Regions from separate parts of the Mus musculus genome. Here all the other regions are linked to region 3. Evidence: chromatin contacts called from public HiChIP or PLAC-seq and promoter capture Hi-C data. All regions are on one chromosome and are shown on one strand. Each heading gives the region's core, a stretch centred on a gene start, on an enhancer-like site or on the middle of the called end of the contact. The rest is flanking DNA. Distances are from core to core; before and after follow the strand shown. Region 1 holds the start of Hoxa10 (homeobox A10). Region 2 holds the start of Hottip (Hoxa distal transcript antisense RNA). Region 3 holds the start of Snx10 (sorting nexin 10). Region 4 holds the start of Hoxa3 (homeobox A3).

The links. Promoter capture Hi-C pulls out the DNA fragments that hold promoters and counts their contacts. HiChIP or PLAC-seq counts read pairs in DNA pulled down with a chosen protein or histone mark.
Region 1: a promoter capture Hi-C map of pre-B cells shows a contact between it and region 3, with 4 times the contacts expected there. The contact joins the promoter of Hoxa10 here to the promoter of Snx10 in region 3. A contact is called at or near these places in 8 of 39 promoter capture datasets (the 3T3-L1 cell line, the C10 cell line, embryonic stem cells and 5 more), 1 of 15 datasets of contacts at CTCF or cohesin (embryonic stem cells), 6 of 484 Hi-C or Micro-C datasets (CD4 T cells, CD8 T cells, bone marrow-derived macrophages and 1 more), 8 of 115 datasets of contacts at active chromatin or transcription factors (acute myeloid leukemia, bone marrow-derived macrophages, embryonic stem cells and 3 more) and 3 of 9 other capture datasets (adipose tissue, embryonic stem cells and macrophages).
Region 2: an HNF4G HiChIP or PLAC-seq map of pancreatic cancer cells shows a contact between it and region 3. The contact joins the promoter of Hottip here to the promoter of Snx10 in region 3. A contact is called at or near these places in 2 of 115 datasets of contacts at active chromatin or transcription factors (pancreatic cancer cells and stem cell-derived neural progenitor cells).
Region 4: an H3K4me3 HiChIP or PLAC-seq map of stem cell-derived neural progenitor cells shows a contact between it and region 3, with 5 times the contacts expected there. The contact joins the promoter of Hoxa3 here to the promoter of Snx10 in region 3. A contact is called at or near these places in 15 of 39 promoter capture datasets (the 3T3-L1 cell line, the C10 cell line, the HPC-7 cell line and 6 more), 2 of 15 datasets of contacts at CTCF or cohesin (the NIH/3T3 cell line and embryonic stem cells), 11 of 484 Hi-C or Micro-C datasets (CD4 T cells, LSK cells, bone marrow-derived macrophages and 4 more), 13 of 115 datasets of contacts at active chromatin or transcription factors (acute myeloid leukemia, bone marrow-derived macrophages, embryonic hindbrain and 7 more) and 3 of 9 other capture datasets (adipose tissue, embryonic stem cells and macrophages).

Annotation. Positions count from the first base shown.
Region 1 is chr6:52,233,602-52,237,217 of GRCm38.p6, reverse strand. Hoxa10 (homeobox A10) reads left to right here and starts at 2,279. Exons shown (of 2, transcript NM_008263.3): 1 at 2,279-3,259. The coding sequence starts at 2,284.
Region 2 is chr6:52,260,931-52,264,343 of GRCm38.p6, reverse strand. It overlaps Hottip (Hoxa distal transcript antisense RNA), which reads right to left and starts at 1,569. Exons shown (of 2, transcript NR_110442.1): 1 at 1,480-1,569.
Region 3 is chr6:51,522,460-51,525,716 of GRCm38.p6, reverse strand. It overlaps Snx10 (sorting nexin 10), which reads right to left and starts at 1,814. Exons shown (of 7, transcript NM_001127349.1): 1 at 1,683-1,814.
Region 4 is chr6:52,211,181-52,214,426 of GRCm38.p6, reverse strand. Hoxa3 (homeobox A3) reads left to right here and starts at 1,360. Exons shown (of 5, transcript NM_010452.3): 1 at 1,360-1,387. It overlaps Hoxaas3 (Hoxa cluster antisense RNA 3), which reads right to left. Exons shown (of 3, transcript NR_015611.2): 2 at 1,940-2,041; 3 at 830-1,394.

The sequences.
Region 1 (3,616 bases), core at 1,030-3,529, 710 kb before region 3:
TAAAAACCTCAGCCAGGGAAACTCCTTTTTGTGTGAGATCCAGACAGGGACGGCTCAGGAGCCTGGCTCACAGGCCTGCTGACCTACTAGAGCTCCTTTTCCTCAAGGAATAGTCAGCGCTCTTGGGACCCACTTTCCCACATAACAGCTTTCCAGAGAGGTATCAGAAGTGCTGGAGAGTCAAGTGCCTTTTCAAGCAGTCCCAGATTCAGGACATTTCCAGGTGGCACTGTTGAACACAGGAGTTCCACCTATCTAGTGAACAGAGCAAGGACCACGCACATCTGGAAGCTTAAGGTAGGGTAACAAGGCCTATCTGTGTGAAAATTTGCCTTGGCCTTGGGTACAGAAGCAAATCAGATAGTTAATGGTGTCTCACATAGACCCAGCTTTTATTTTCCAGAGAGGCTGTCTGCAGAGAGCTGCTGCTCATCTGAATTTCTTTCTCTCTTTCCTTTCCTCCCTTGTCTCCTTGCCTCCTTCTTCCCCTTCTGTCCCTCTTTCTTTCTTTATCCCTTTCTTTTACATTTAGATGCTCAGATACCCAGGCCTCCCACCCATCACCTCTCGAGAGACAGAGGTAGAACTGGCAGAGATTCCTCTTGAGTATTAGCAGAGGCATAGCCTCCTGGGTGTGGGCTTGCCAAGCAGCTGCAACCAACTGCAGTGTCTTGCATCTCAGAAGCCAGAGCCTAGCCTCTACCTGGTCAGCTTCCCTGTGTCCTCTCCCTCTCAGAGTGCTATCAGGGTTGTTTTTGTCCTGGATTCCTTTTGGGAGGAACCAGAATATAGCCAACTAAAAGCAAGACTCTCTCCCTGCCATTTGCAGAGGTCTGAACAATGTGGTTCAAGGGTCCTGGGCAGTCAGTAGCTCTCTAGTTCCAACTGGAGCTGGCAGGACTGGGGCATCCTGGAGACCCTGTAACCCACAGGTCAGAAGTAAAGCATCCACTATGCAAGCTCCATGGATCCTGCCGAAAAAGGTCACCTTTCCTAAGTTTGATATAAGGTCCACATTTGGGGGCTAGCATGCCGTAGGCTGACCATTTTCAATTGCCCAAAGGTAGCACCCTGGGCTCTAGAGTCTCTTATAATAGGGCCCAAACCCAGCTCAGCCTCCTAGGGAATGGACTTCCTCATCACCACCTTGTTAAAATGTGCACAGTATACGACAAAAATGGCTGGGAAAAGGACTGCCCTCGCCATGTCTTTGGGGGTAGAGTGGGGTACAGACAGGTTTGGTCAGAACCTCCTGGAGCCAAGGAATGTTTAGGCTCAAAGGAGAGCGAGAGAGAAAGCAGTGTGGCGGAGGTATTTGCTAGACACATTCTCCCAAGGTTTTCCTTCCAGTTCTGCCAGCACAGAAAGGCCAGAGACCCAAAGCCAGCATTCTAGTCCTCTAAAGGTAGAGGATGGGGAGTATGCGTTTGCCTCTGAACTGTGGTTTGGGAGGTCGGGAGTGGTGGTGGTGGTGGTGGTGGGCTCTTGCCAGTCTATTGATTTTTCACCTCACTAAGGCAGCTGTGCAAGGTTGGATGACAGGAGTAGAGAGCATGAACCGATTGATCACAGTGAAGGAGAAAAACCTTCACTGACCAGAGGATGGTGTAAGACAGTGAGGACAGAGGATCCAGGCATTGATCATCGGCCGATGGATTTCGGACAATATTCATTCTTTGTGAGATGTTTGAGGCCGTACTGGTTTACTGTAGGTTCTGGACCGTCCAAAGATCTTGACAGCCTTAGTATGACTTTTTTACCAGCCACTTTGGGAAGCCAAACTTAAGAATTGAGGCCAGCTCCAGGCCCAGAAATGTATAGGATAGCTAGCCTGCTACAGGGCCCGTTTAAATGATCAAGGCGACGGGGACTCATGGCCACTCCATAGCAGACATGGGAGCACCCAAGGTTGGCTGGGGTGCACATCATAAACACTCCACTTGTTAACAGCGCAGAGCCCAAGGGTGCTTCCAAATAGTCCCTTGCATGGGGGGGGGGGGGGTACAGGTTCAAGAGCCAGGTCCCCCAACCTCCACTTTGAGGCAGCCCCCACAGTTCCGGCCTTTGAGCCATAGGTGTCAGGCGTGCGTCTTCTGGCCCATCAATACAGATTACATATTTATATCAATCGCGGGCTCCGAGGGCGCCCTCAGAGAGCGGCCCCGCGCCTACGAAACCAAACTGGGAGTGGTCGCGTGGAAACTCTGGCTCGGGATTGGCTGCAAGCGCCCGCCGCGGTGCGGGGGGGATTGCTAATCGTATTCAGCATGTTTTGCACAAGAAATGTCAGCCAGAAAGGGCTATCTGCTCCCTTCGCCAAATTATCCCACAACAATGTCATGCTCGGAGAGCCCTGCCGCGAACTCCTTTTTGGTCGACTCGCTCATCAGCTCAGGCAGAGGCGAGGCTGGTGTTGGTGGCGGTAGCGCGGGGGGCGGTGGAGGTGGCTACTACGCCCACGGTGGGGTCTACCTGCCGCCTGCCAGCGACCTGCCCTACGGGCTGCAAAGCTGCGGGCTCTTCCCCGCGCTGGGCAGCAAGCGTAATGAAGCGCCGTCGCCCGGAGGCGGTGGCGGTGGTGGCAGCGGGGGCCTGGGTCCTGGGACGCATGGCTACGCGCCCGCGCCCCTAGACCTGTGGCTGGACGCGCCCCGCTCCTGCCGGATGGAGCCGCCCGACGGGCCGCCGCCACCGCAGCCACAACCCCAGCAGCAGCAGCAGCAGCCGCCGCCGCCCCCGCCGCAGCCACCTCAACCCCAGCCACAGGCCACTTCGTGTTCTTTTGCGCAGAACATCAAAGAAGAGAGCTCCTACTGCCTCTACGATGCTGCGGACAAATGCCCCAAGGGCTCGGCCGCCGCTGATCTGGCCCCTTTCCCGCGGGGCCCGCCGCCCGACGGCTGCGCCCTGGGCGCCTCCAGCGGAGTGCCAGTACCCGGCTACTTCCGCCTGTCGCAGGCCTACGGCACGGCCAAGGGCTTCGGCAGTGGCGGCGGCGGCACGCAGCAGCTCGCTAGTCCCTTTCCTGCGCAGCCCCCGGGGCGCGGTTTCGACCCGCCGCCCGCACTGGCCTCTGGCTCGACCGAGGCAGCCGGGAAGGAGCGAGTCCTAGACTCCACGCCACCACCCACTCTGGTTTGCACCGGTGGCGGCGGCTCGCAGGGCGACGAGGAGGCACACGCGTCATCCTCGGCGGCTGAGGAGCTGTCTCCAGCCCCTTCAGAAAACAGTAAAGCTTCGCCGGAGAAGGACTCCCTGGGTAAGCAGAGCTCAACCGAGGGCTCAAGTCAGACGGGCAGACAGACAGACAGACAGACCCACAAGGAAGGAGCAGAGGACCAGAAGCCCGCGCGGCAGCCGTAGGCCTTGGCCCAAACTGACGGCAGGCTGACCTTCTGAACTTGTTTTTAATATTTGGGCGTGGGGATGCTGTAAAAATCCACGTCCGGCTTAGGGCCCCACACCAAGACGTCCTCAGCTCTGGCCCCTGCTCACCCAGACTTGGGGGATGAGAACACCAGCGAGCAGCCCTCCTCCCGTGCTTGCACTTTCTCGTGGCCCTGAGTACCCCCAAGCCCTGGTCCTTAGCCCAGCCTGCTCAGCGCGGCCCACGCGG
Region 2 (3,413 bases), core at 320-2,819, 740 kb before region 3:
CCCTTGAACAAAGGCTGGGCTGTAGCCATGCTGCCCTTGAAGGCCTTCGCTGAGAAATCTGCATGCATCAGACAAAACTGGGGCATCAGTGGAGACTTCTCTAGCTTCCACCCCAGCCTGGCTCTTGGCTCCAGAGCTCCTATGGCCACTATTGTCTGAAGGTGACCGTGAATGCTCTGACTTCTCTTCCCTAAGCCATGGAGAACCATGTTAAGTTGTTGGTGTTTCTGCAAGAAGAACCCCAAGCCTGAAGACAAAAAGAGCTCAGAAAGTCAGGCCCTGCCAGCTGGACAGACACACAAATTTTCCCTGTGCCTTTGGTAAATGAGGAAGAACACTGGATGAGACTGCTGGCTCTTTAAGAGTCAGGCTTCATCCTCCAGCCGTTCTTTTCCCACACCAAGCTGGTCTGGTATAGTCTGGAGCATTGTATAAGAAACCATTAATGAATCTCTTCTCTCCCTCTGAAAGTCTGAGGAATTGCTGTTTTACAGTGAGTAGAATTTCTAGAAAGTCTTACCCCAAATTATTCCCAGAGTTCATTCTAATATGAGAAACAATTTCCAATGATGCCTACAGCTCAATTACTAGCAGGACATGCAGATACTTTAAAACAGTGAAGAAGCAACCCAGGAAAGGGAGAAGGAGCTAGATATGCTCCTATGCCCTTGATACAAGCCTAGTAGAAAATCCACATCAATGTATGAGATTTAAGACAGGGGGAGAACAAGGATGCTACTTTCTCTAAATAATTCTGTCTTGGGTTTTCTCTCTCTCTCTTTTAAATTGATAAGAAAATATAAACTTCAGTAATTCACATTCCAAGTCCTTCCACGACAGGGATACCACGTGTAGGAAGCAAAGCCCACTGAATTCAAAGATGCAGCCCAAAGCCTCCCCGCTGCTTCGTTCTTCCCAGACAAACCTGCTTCTGATTCCTCTGTGGAAAAAGATGAGTTCCTTTCTCACCATTTTTGGAGCCGGAGGGACCCAGCCGACTTTGGCAGTCTGTAGAGCTGAGGCCCTTCCCCTGAGTGCAGGGCTCCCGGCTCCAGTGAACTGAGGGGGAGGAAAGAACGTGGAGCTGGTCTTGGCTGCTGTGTGGACCAGCAGTACAGCCACTGCCAGAGGTGAACTGGCATAGGCATCGGCTGGTGGAGCCTTCCTGAGCTGTGTTTTCGTTTTTTCCGAACCTAGCTGGAAAACTTCGGAGGTTCAGAAACCCAGCTAAGAGCAGGGCGGCCGACAGAAAAGAACCAGTCCAGCCTGTAAACACCGCCCCCAAAACTCTACAAAGAGAGAGGGAAAAAAAAAAGATGCTGAGAAACCAAACAGAGCCAGAAGCCAGATAGCAAAGGATGGGGGAATTGAGAGCGAGGGGAGGTGGGCAGTCGGCTCTGTCTCTGGGCTTTCATTGTAGTTTCTCACGCTGACTAGACAGCAACTTTCAACTTGACCTTGGCCTCCAGCGTGTCTGACCTGTATGTAAACTGCCCTCGAGTCTCCGAGAGTCTCCGAGAATTGGAGCCTGGAACCGTACTTCGTCTCTTTGTCACTGTTGAGTTTTACAATGCCACTTAGAGGGAGGAAGGAGTGGGGGGACGGATGAAAAGGGCTCCAAAGTAACACAGAAATCAAGTCTTCACAGAGGTTGGTTCTTTAGTCTGCAAATGGTCAGGCAGTAAGAAGGTAAACTCGGGGCAAATCAATATTTACCCAGGACCGCTAAAGTCAGGAGAGAAAGGACTCCCTGGGTGTGGGGGAGAATTGGGTGTGGGGATCAGGGAAGGTTTTATTGGGCGACACTTAACATTAGTCAGAACAAACCCAGGATCCGGGCAGATAAAAGCCTGAGCCTCGCCTTACTGGTCCCAATCTTACCAGAAGCCCAGGGGGCTTACAGAGCAGCAGATGAATTGGGTGGTATGTCTGATGCTCTAGCTTAGGGCTAAGTCTACAAGCTAGGACTAGAGAACAGGTCCAAGCCTGGCTGCCTACCAGAGCATTTGAGCAAAGATAGTACAGAACTCTTCCCAGTCTATATTTTCCAGAACGCACCACTTTCACTTTGACCATTTGTTCCCCTCTGGATGTCTGACCAGTTCACACTTGCACAACCAGAAATGCATGTAGTCCTAAGGAGGCAGGGTCCCCAGAATCCTTTATCAAAACACTGCATCCAAACGTTGCTCTCCCAATACAAACACCCCACCAAGCTCAAGGTACAGAGGAACTCATCAGCTGAACCCCGGCACCTTGAACCCACTACAGGCTGAGCCCCTATTAGGAGAAAAACCATGAAAGGATCCCAAAGAGCCTTTTTCTCTTTCCCCAAAACGGAATGCAACAGTGGATTGCCAGGTGTCTGAAGTGTCCAACTCAGGATCTATGGAGTGACTTGTAGGAAGTCCCAGAACCGTGGCTGGAGTTCCAGCCAGCAGCCCAGCTGGGGCCTGTTCCTCTTAAACCCCTTCAGGAAAAGGCAGCCGGACTCCTGAGACAGGAGTGTGAGTGAATGGTGCTTTCTTCATCTGAAATCCTCTGCGGACCAGAGAGAATAGCTGCTGCATCGGAATGAATAGCGAGCTGTATATACAAGTTGGACAATGTGGCAGTATGCATCTCTCTCTCTCTCTCTCTCTCTCTCTCTCTCTCTCTCTCTCTCTCTCTCTCTCTCTCTGTGTGTGTGTGTGTGTGTGTGTGTGTGTGTGTGTGTGTGTGTGCGCGCGCGCGAATATTTGCGCTCGCGTGTGTGATGAGTGTAGGAGATACAATTAGTTGTTCTGATCTTCTGAGTCCTTAGGCCTAATTGAAATTGTCCTCTAGAGCCTGAGAACAGGGAAGGGAGCTCCCAAATGCAGCCCAAACTTCCCAGAGAAATGTCCTGGGACCCTTGCTCCAGACTTCTCCTGGAACCAACAGGAAACAAACGCCCTTGTTCCCCAGGGGGGGGTGGGGAGTGCAATCTCGGCCAGGCGAAAGCTCCCACATCCTTGGGAGGGTCTAGCTGCAGAAAGATGTATCCATCCCTGGAAAGAAAACAGCCCCAGAGGTCCCTAAAACATGCCAGGACATCCTGGGCCAGTCCAAGGCCAAGGCAAACCCTCATTCCTGGCCACTGGAGAATTTACCTGACTTGTCCCCACGACCTCAGGTCGCACCCCAACCGCAGCCGCTCACTGCCCCTCCCAACCTCCGCGCGAAACCCGGGAAGGGATCGGGGTCCCTGTGTTCCCAGCCCCACCCGCCCTAGTTTCTCCCCCCCACCCACCCCCGCCTCCTCCGTGGGTGACTGCTGCGCGGCCGCGCGGCGGGAGCTAGAGCTGGCGCAGAGGACCGCGCGGGCGGCGGCGGGGACGGCGGGCCCAGCGCGGAGCCGAGCCGGAGCCTCCCGCTTTGCATACGCCGGGGGC
Region 3 (3,257 bases), core at 565-3,064:
CTCCCAAGTGTCCTGATTACAGATATGCACCATCACGCCTGACCTGACCTGCCAGCAATGACTTAAGTAGCAAACAAGGGCACCAAGAATTCAACTCAGAAGGGTCTGAAACCAGAAGTTGTGGCTAACACAATGTCCTATATAGCTTCTAGCTGGAACATGGTATAGAGAGCTTAAATGTTAACTCATACCTATTATATTTCAAAAAAAAAAAAAAAAGTCCTTTGGTGATAAATAACAGCCCTAAAATCTAAGGGACATTCCACTTGGCCACCATCACTTCAGCCAAGGCCCTTCTTTTATAGGCTGGACCCTATTCTCAGGTGGTTGTTACATCCCAGCCCCAATACCAAAAGAGGAAAAACAAACTAGTTCCCCAATTGCTTAACTCAAAAATGAAAGTAGTGCCATGCCTGGACTAAGAGAGAGAGAGAAATGAGGACTGTGTGGCAAAGGAAACACTTTAACACAGAAAGCATGATGGCGCTTATTTCAAGACCCCAAACTCGGAAGGTCTTCCCATCAGTGAAGTAAAGGAAGTGGGTAACAGTTCAGAGCAGTGGAGAAAGAAGCACGCAGGCCAGAAGGCTGCAACCCCACCCCACCACCACCATGGGCACACCTTCTTTAGGGCAGTGCCAGTCAGGCCCGTGTCTGTAGCTAAGAATGCACTGACAGAACCCGGGATGGATGGTCTGGATAACTTGAGGAAACTGCTAATGAGGTCTTGAACATCTCCACACAGTCACTTCTAAATATATCTACACTTATATCGCTATTCAAAACAGTCTGTCAGTCAACCACTCCTTTAAAAATAAACGGGAGCTGGGGTGCAGCGCAGTGGTAAAATGCTTGCTAATGACATGCTCAAGACCATGGGCCTATTCCCAGGATCAGAAGGGAGGAAGACACGGAGAGGTTGGGTGCAACCCGAATGACTGTCCCGTTGTATCCTTGCCTTAGCGACAGGAATCAAGCGAAGTCACGCTTGATTGTTGCCAGGATACTTAACCTCCTCCTTCTCCTCCTCCAGAAAAGCCCCCCTCCCCCCCCCCCCCCGATTGGCCACTGGTTGAAGGAGTTCCATAATACCCCCAGCCCACTTCCGGCCACTCCCACAAGCCCACTCCCCGGACGAGAGGGATTTTCACACACCCCTCCCACCGGGTGCATGCTGCTCCACCCTTGCAGACCTTGGTTTCCCCTGTCGCAAACTAAAAGGGTTGATGGAGATCACGAAAATTGAGATCAGTGTTCTCAATTTCTGATCCATCGCTCTCCACGCGCCTGTGCTTTGCGGAAGCAGACATCCCGTGACCATCCCCTTAACAATACTTGTAATTTTAGCAAAGGAGTGTGATGTGTCCAGAACCGATAAAACAGGCTGTTGCTTCCCAATCTCAGCAAACCCGATCATCAGCTCATCAGCGTGGGTTTCCTCCGCGGCCTTTTCCATCAATCCCACAATCCCATGAAAGAGAAAAAAAAAAAAAAAAAACCTCCCCTGGCCCTCCCAGCCTCTAAACTCAAAGGTGCCTGGCCTTGTATTCGGAAAGAAGTGGGGGTCGGGGAGAGAACCTGCTCGCTCCAGCAGCCCCGGCGTCCCCAGCCGAGCTGAGCAGGTGCCGGGGCAGGCGCGGCGCCCGCCACCCGACTCCCTCCCTAAGGCTCAGTTTACTCACACGCGGTTCTGAACGCCCGGCCCGGAGCACGGCGGAGTTTGCTGACTCAAGGCGCGGCGGCGACGAGCGCCTAAGAGCGAACCCGAGGAGCGCAGCCCCGCGTCCAGCGCACGCAGCGCCCCGCCCCGCCCTGCGCGCCCGCCGCCGCCCCCCACCCCCACCCGCCACTGCCAGCCTTAACGTAGGAAAGGCCACCTAGCTAGCGGGTCTTTCTCCCTACCCAGCAGTGAGGAATCAAGATGAGAGAAGCCAATAACAAACAAGCATGACTAGATGTTAGCAGGATCTCGATGGAGGGCATATACTGTTTGCTATAACAATATTTTTAATATCTCCGTAACTTTTTAAAAAATGTGTTTTCATGTACGATGAGGAGAAAGCTATGAGAGTCTGCCAAAGATATGTCCGGTTCCTATAGATCATCTGAGCTGGCTCTCACCCACCTGTGTGCATGGCTCAAGGCTGAGAGCACTTTTTGCCCTTGCAAAGGACCTGGCTCCCAGCATCCATACAGTAGCTCACAACTGCCTTTAACTCCAGTCACCACCCTCTTCTGCCCTAGCACTCACGTGGTGCACATACATCCAGGAAGCCAAAACAGTCATAAAATAAAATAAATAAATCTAAGGACAAAAAAGAAAGACTCAGCGAATCTTGGACCATCCAGCATCCTCCTAGAAAAGTTGTCCATGACTATATTCCATAGCTACACTGACCTCCTGAACAAAACTTGCCAAAATGCAATGTCTTATCTTAGACTCGTATCTCTGAGTGCTGCATCATTGTTTTTTTTTTTTTTTTTTTTTTGCATCATTGGTATTTAATGACCTAAAATTGCACCCAAACTATAATACATGCAACCATCGTTTGTTTTGCTTTTTGTATGTTTGTTTGTTTTTCGAGACAGCGTTTCTCCTTATACCCCTGGCTGTCTTGGAACTCACAGATTTTTGAGTTTAAGGCCAGCCTGGTCTACAAAGTGAGTTCCAGGACAGCCAAGAATACACAGAGAAACCCTGTCTTGAAAAACCAAAAAAAAAAAAAGTACAAAAACTTTACTATGAGAGCATTTAGCCCTGGAGATTGAGAATTGAATATGTGATATTTATACAGCTTAAGCCTAGGATCTTAATGTATTGTTTTAAGCAATCTGGGCACATTTCAAACCTATGTTCAAGTAATGTCTACAAAAATTCACCCTAATGGAATAGTCATTTACTTTATACTTTAAGTACTCAATAGCTGGTTTTAAACTACAATATGTTAGTATACAGTATTGGAGGACAATAGAATTTGTTATATTTTGTTTTTGTTTGTTTGGTTTTGTGTTTATTTAAGACATGGTCTTAATATATATAGCTGTCCTGGAACTCTATGTAGACCAGGATGGTTTCGAACTCACAGAGATCCGCCTGCCTCTGCCTCCCAAGTGCTGGGATTAAAGGTGTGCACACTCTGCCCAGTGTTTGACAATGCATTTAAGATTTACAACATTTATGGATTTAGCACGGTAATGACTGAAACACGTGTGCAATCTCAGCATTCAGGAGCTGGAGGCAGAAGGATCATAGCATG
Region 4 (3,246 bases), core at 111-2,610, 690 kb before region 3:
TGGCTGTAGGCCAAAGAGACACGGGAAACAAATGCAGAGCCACTGTCCCTGAGTCCAAATTTTAGCTATTCATGGACAAATGTATCATGTCTCTTTTCACATGTTTTTATGTGTACTTAAGCACATTTCTATTTCTCTGTGTGCTTGCTTATAGTTATAATTGTATGCATTCCCACACACATGCGTGTGCATCAACATTTCTCATGTCTATAATTGTGTGTGTGGGTTTCTGTGTTTTTCTGTGACTATAATTGTATATATGCCTTCCTCTTTGTAGATGGTTTTTGTCTGGCTATTGTATGTGCACCAATATCTATTTAGATCCATTGAAAAAAGACTATTTGTTAATGCTACATATTCTATCTACGGCCTCTCAAACTTTCATAAATTCCATGAACGAATTCCAAATTCAACTTTCCTCTAAAGGTGTAGACTGAGCTCTAAAAGGGTATTACCTACCCTCCAATTGATCCCGGATTCCACATGCGTCCTGAGTACAGTCCAGGGGTAGGAAAGACATGGAATTCAGGGTCCCTGCTGCAGTACCCCCACTTAGCCTTCAGAAAGGGTGAGGATGCCCCAGGGTCCAACACTGCAGCTGAGGGATTCTTGGACGACATGGGCCTCAAACCCTGCGGCGCAACCAAGTCCAAGTCCTGTTGCTGAGGAAGGACTGTGGCTGGGGAAGGGGCTAGCGGTGAGAGACCAGGGGCGAGAGGCGGTGGAAGTAGCTTAGAGCATCCTGAGCTGGGCCCGCGAAGGTCTCCATTCTTATCCCCTGACTAGGCTGGGCCAGTTTCTTAGGACTTTTTTTTTTTTTTTTTTTTTTAAATAAAATCGGACCTAAAAGGGTCTGAAAAACCTGCAGCCCCAAATCGGGACAGACTCGGTGGTAAGATGGCGTCTGTGTAAGAGCCGCCTCCTCTTAGTGATGGGGAAAGGGTCATAAATCCGTTGTTGTTTATGAAAATTTACAACTTTGCAATACAACTTTATGAGTTGTTCGGCCCTTCCATTGGCCGCTGTCGGTCATGTGGATAGGAACCGTGAACATGAACTTTTTTATAATTTCCCTTGCGAGAATAGAGCCGCATTCTTTTGCTCCGCTCCATCCTGCGTGCTTCGGAGCTCTGCCTTGCCAGCCTGCCTGGGCTGCGCTTTGTCCGGCGATGGCGAGCGAGGGGAAGCCGCTGCCAGGCCCAGGCCAGCCGTTGTCGCTGGAGGTGGAGCGCGTCCAGTTCCTGGAGCAGCCGCCGCTGCTTTGCAACTTGCAACCTGGCTAATTTCCTGCGTCCTCTGGCACCAGGAAGGAGGACAATTCGTCTCTTGGGCTGCCGAAGCGACAGCTGTCAGAGAGGCAGAAGCTTCTGGGAGCCGCGGTCTGAAGGTGAGACCTGTGGGAAGGAGACAGGGCAAAGGTGGGTGAGGTACTACAGTGGTAAGAGAGGGCACCAGGAACGACTTTGAAAAGGGGCCTTTTTCACGCTCTTTCAGTACTGTCCTTTCATTTTCAGCCCCAATATACACCACAGTCCAAACACGTCACTCATTCTCACCCACTACCGCCACCACCTACAATCACTCCTTTTCCCTCCTCCCTCAAGGCGGATCAGCCTTCCCTCTGTGGCACAGCGCCTTGGCACGGCGCAGCACCGCTTGGGTCTTCGCCCCCTCCCCCCTCCATTCCCCAGTGACCCTCGGGAAGCCCCAAAGGAAGTCATTTGGCATTCTACTGTTCCCTACTGGCCTCTGGGGTTTGGGATTATTTCATTCGTGACCCAATTGATTCAACTGACTTCCCCAATAGCCAGAGGTAGTTCCCAACCTGGGAACGAGGACGGAGAGGCGAGCAAAGTAGCACGGGCGTTTTGTTAGCTTCGGCACACTGTTTTTTCCTGTGGGGGCTAGGAAAGGAAGCAAACACAGAAACAAAACTTACTAATTCAGAGTTCTCCGATGGTTGCCTGCTTCGTTTGCCCGGTTTTCTGGTTAGAGTGATTTCTCGAGCCCTGGAAGAGGGGCTAGATGCGTGTGTGGAATTCTGTGTTGGAGGAGAGAACCGAGTTAATTGGGTGCTAAGGTGAGGGGGTGATGTTTCCGTGCAGGGGCTGCTGTGTTGACGCAGGTGGAAGGAGCACATCTGAGGTTTCTGAGGGAAGGTTGCAAAATGGTGTCTGGGCAATAGCAGGGTCGCAGTCCCAAGCCACCTAAGTACAGTGGCAGGTTGGTGTCCACGGTCCTCCACCTCCCCGGCTTCCAGCGAGAGGACTACAGCTAGCAGCGAGACAGCACTAAGAGCTGCGGGCCTAGCAATGGCTTTGCATGGCACGGTGGCACCAGTCATGGTGGGTGGGCCTGAAAGCGGGTCTGACCAGGTTAGATTTGCCCCCGGGAGACAGAGCTACCCAAGCATCAGTCGCGAGTTCCCTGGCTATGGTTCTTTTTTGTTTATTTGGTTTTTGGTTGTTGTTGCTGCTGCTGTTTTCCTATCTCAAGATAGTATGTCGGCCTAGGCCAGACAATTAAGAAGGACGTGTAGATGCTTGGAATGTTTGCCGCCGGACAGCTCTGTGGATGCGCCCCGGGCAGGGGCAGATAAAGCGCCGCATTTGCCTCCTAGGGCCGCTGGCTGCCTGACTGCGGCTGCCGCAGGCGGATTATTTATTGCGACCGAACAGGGAGCTCGCTGCTGCCACGCTGTGGCCGTCGCCGGGACCGGCGCCAGCAGCGTCCCGCCTCTTTGAGCCTGGCGCGACTGCTGTACGGGCCCCTCAGAATCCCCAGAAGCAGGGGAAGGGGGGCACAAAAGGGGACCTGAGGGGCAGTCTCCAAGGGTTTATTTGGCTGTGAAATCTTCTTGCTTCGGCTACCCATGACAGAAAGCTCAGCCGCTGGAATAGATTCGGGTCCTTCCCTCTCCCCTAACCCAGCACCATGGAGACTGTTTGTACAGGCCGCCTGGCTGGTCATGGCTGCTTCTGTCCAAACTGCGCGTCCCAAAGGCGTCCTGAGGGCTCACGCCAGTTGGGGAACGCTTTGGCTTTGGGATTCTGACATCGGAGAGACCATTTGTAGTTCCGAGGCCTGCTGACCTGACTGGCCCTGAGGATTGGCTATGGCATGGAAGGCAGCTCCAGGAGAGGGCTGGTAACTGACAGAGGCCCACACCTGTGTGCTTTGGGTTCTGGCCTAGAGATTTGACTGGATGGAGGTGGACCTTCTGGGTCTTCCCACACACCTGCAAGC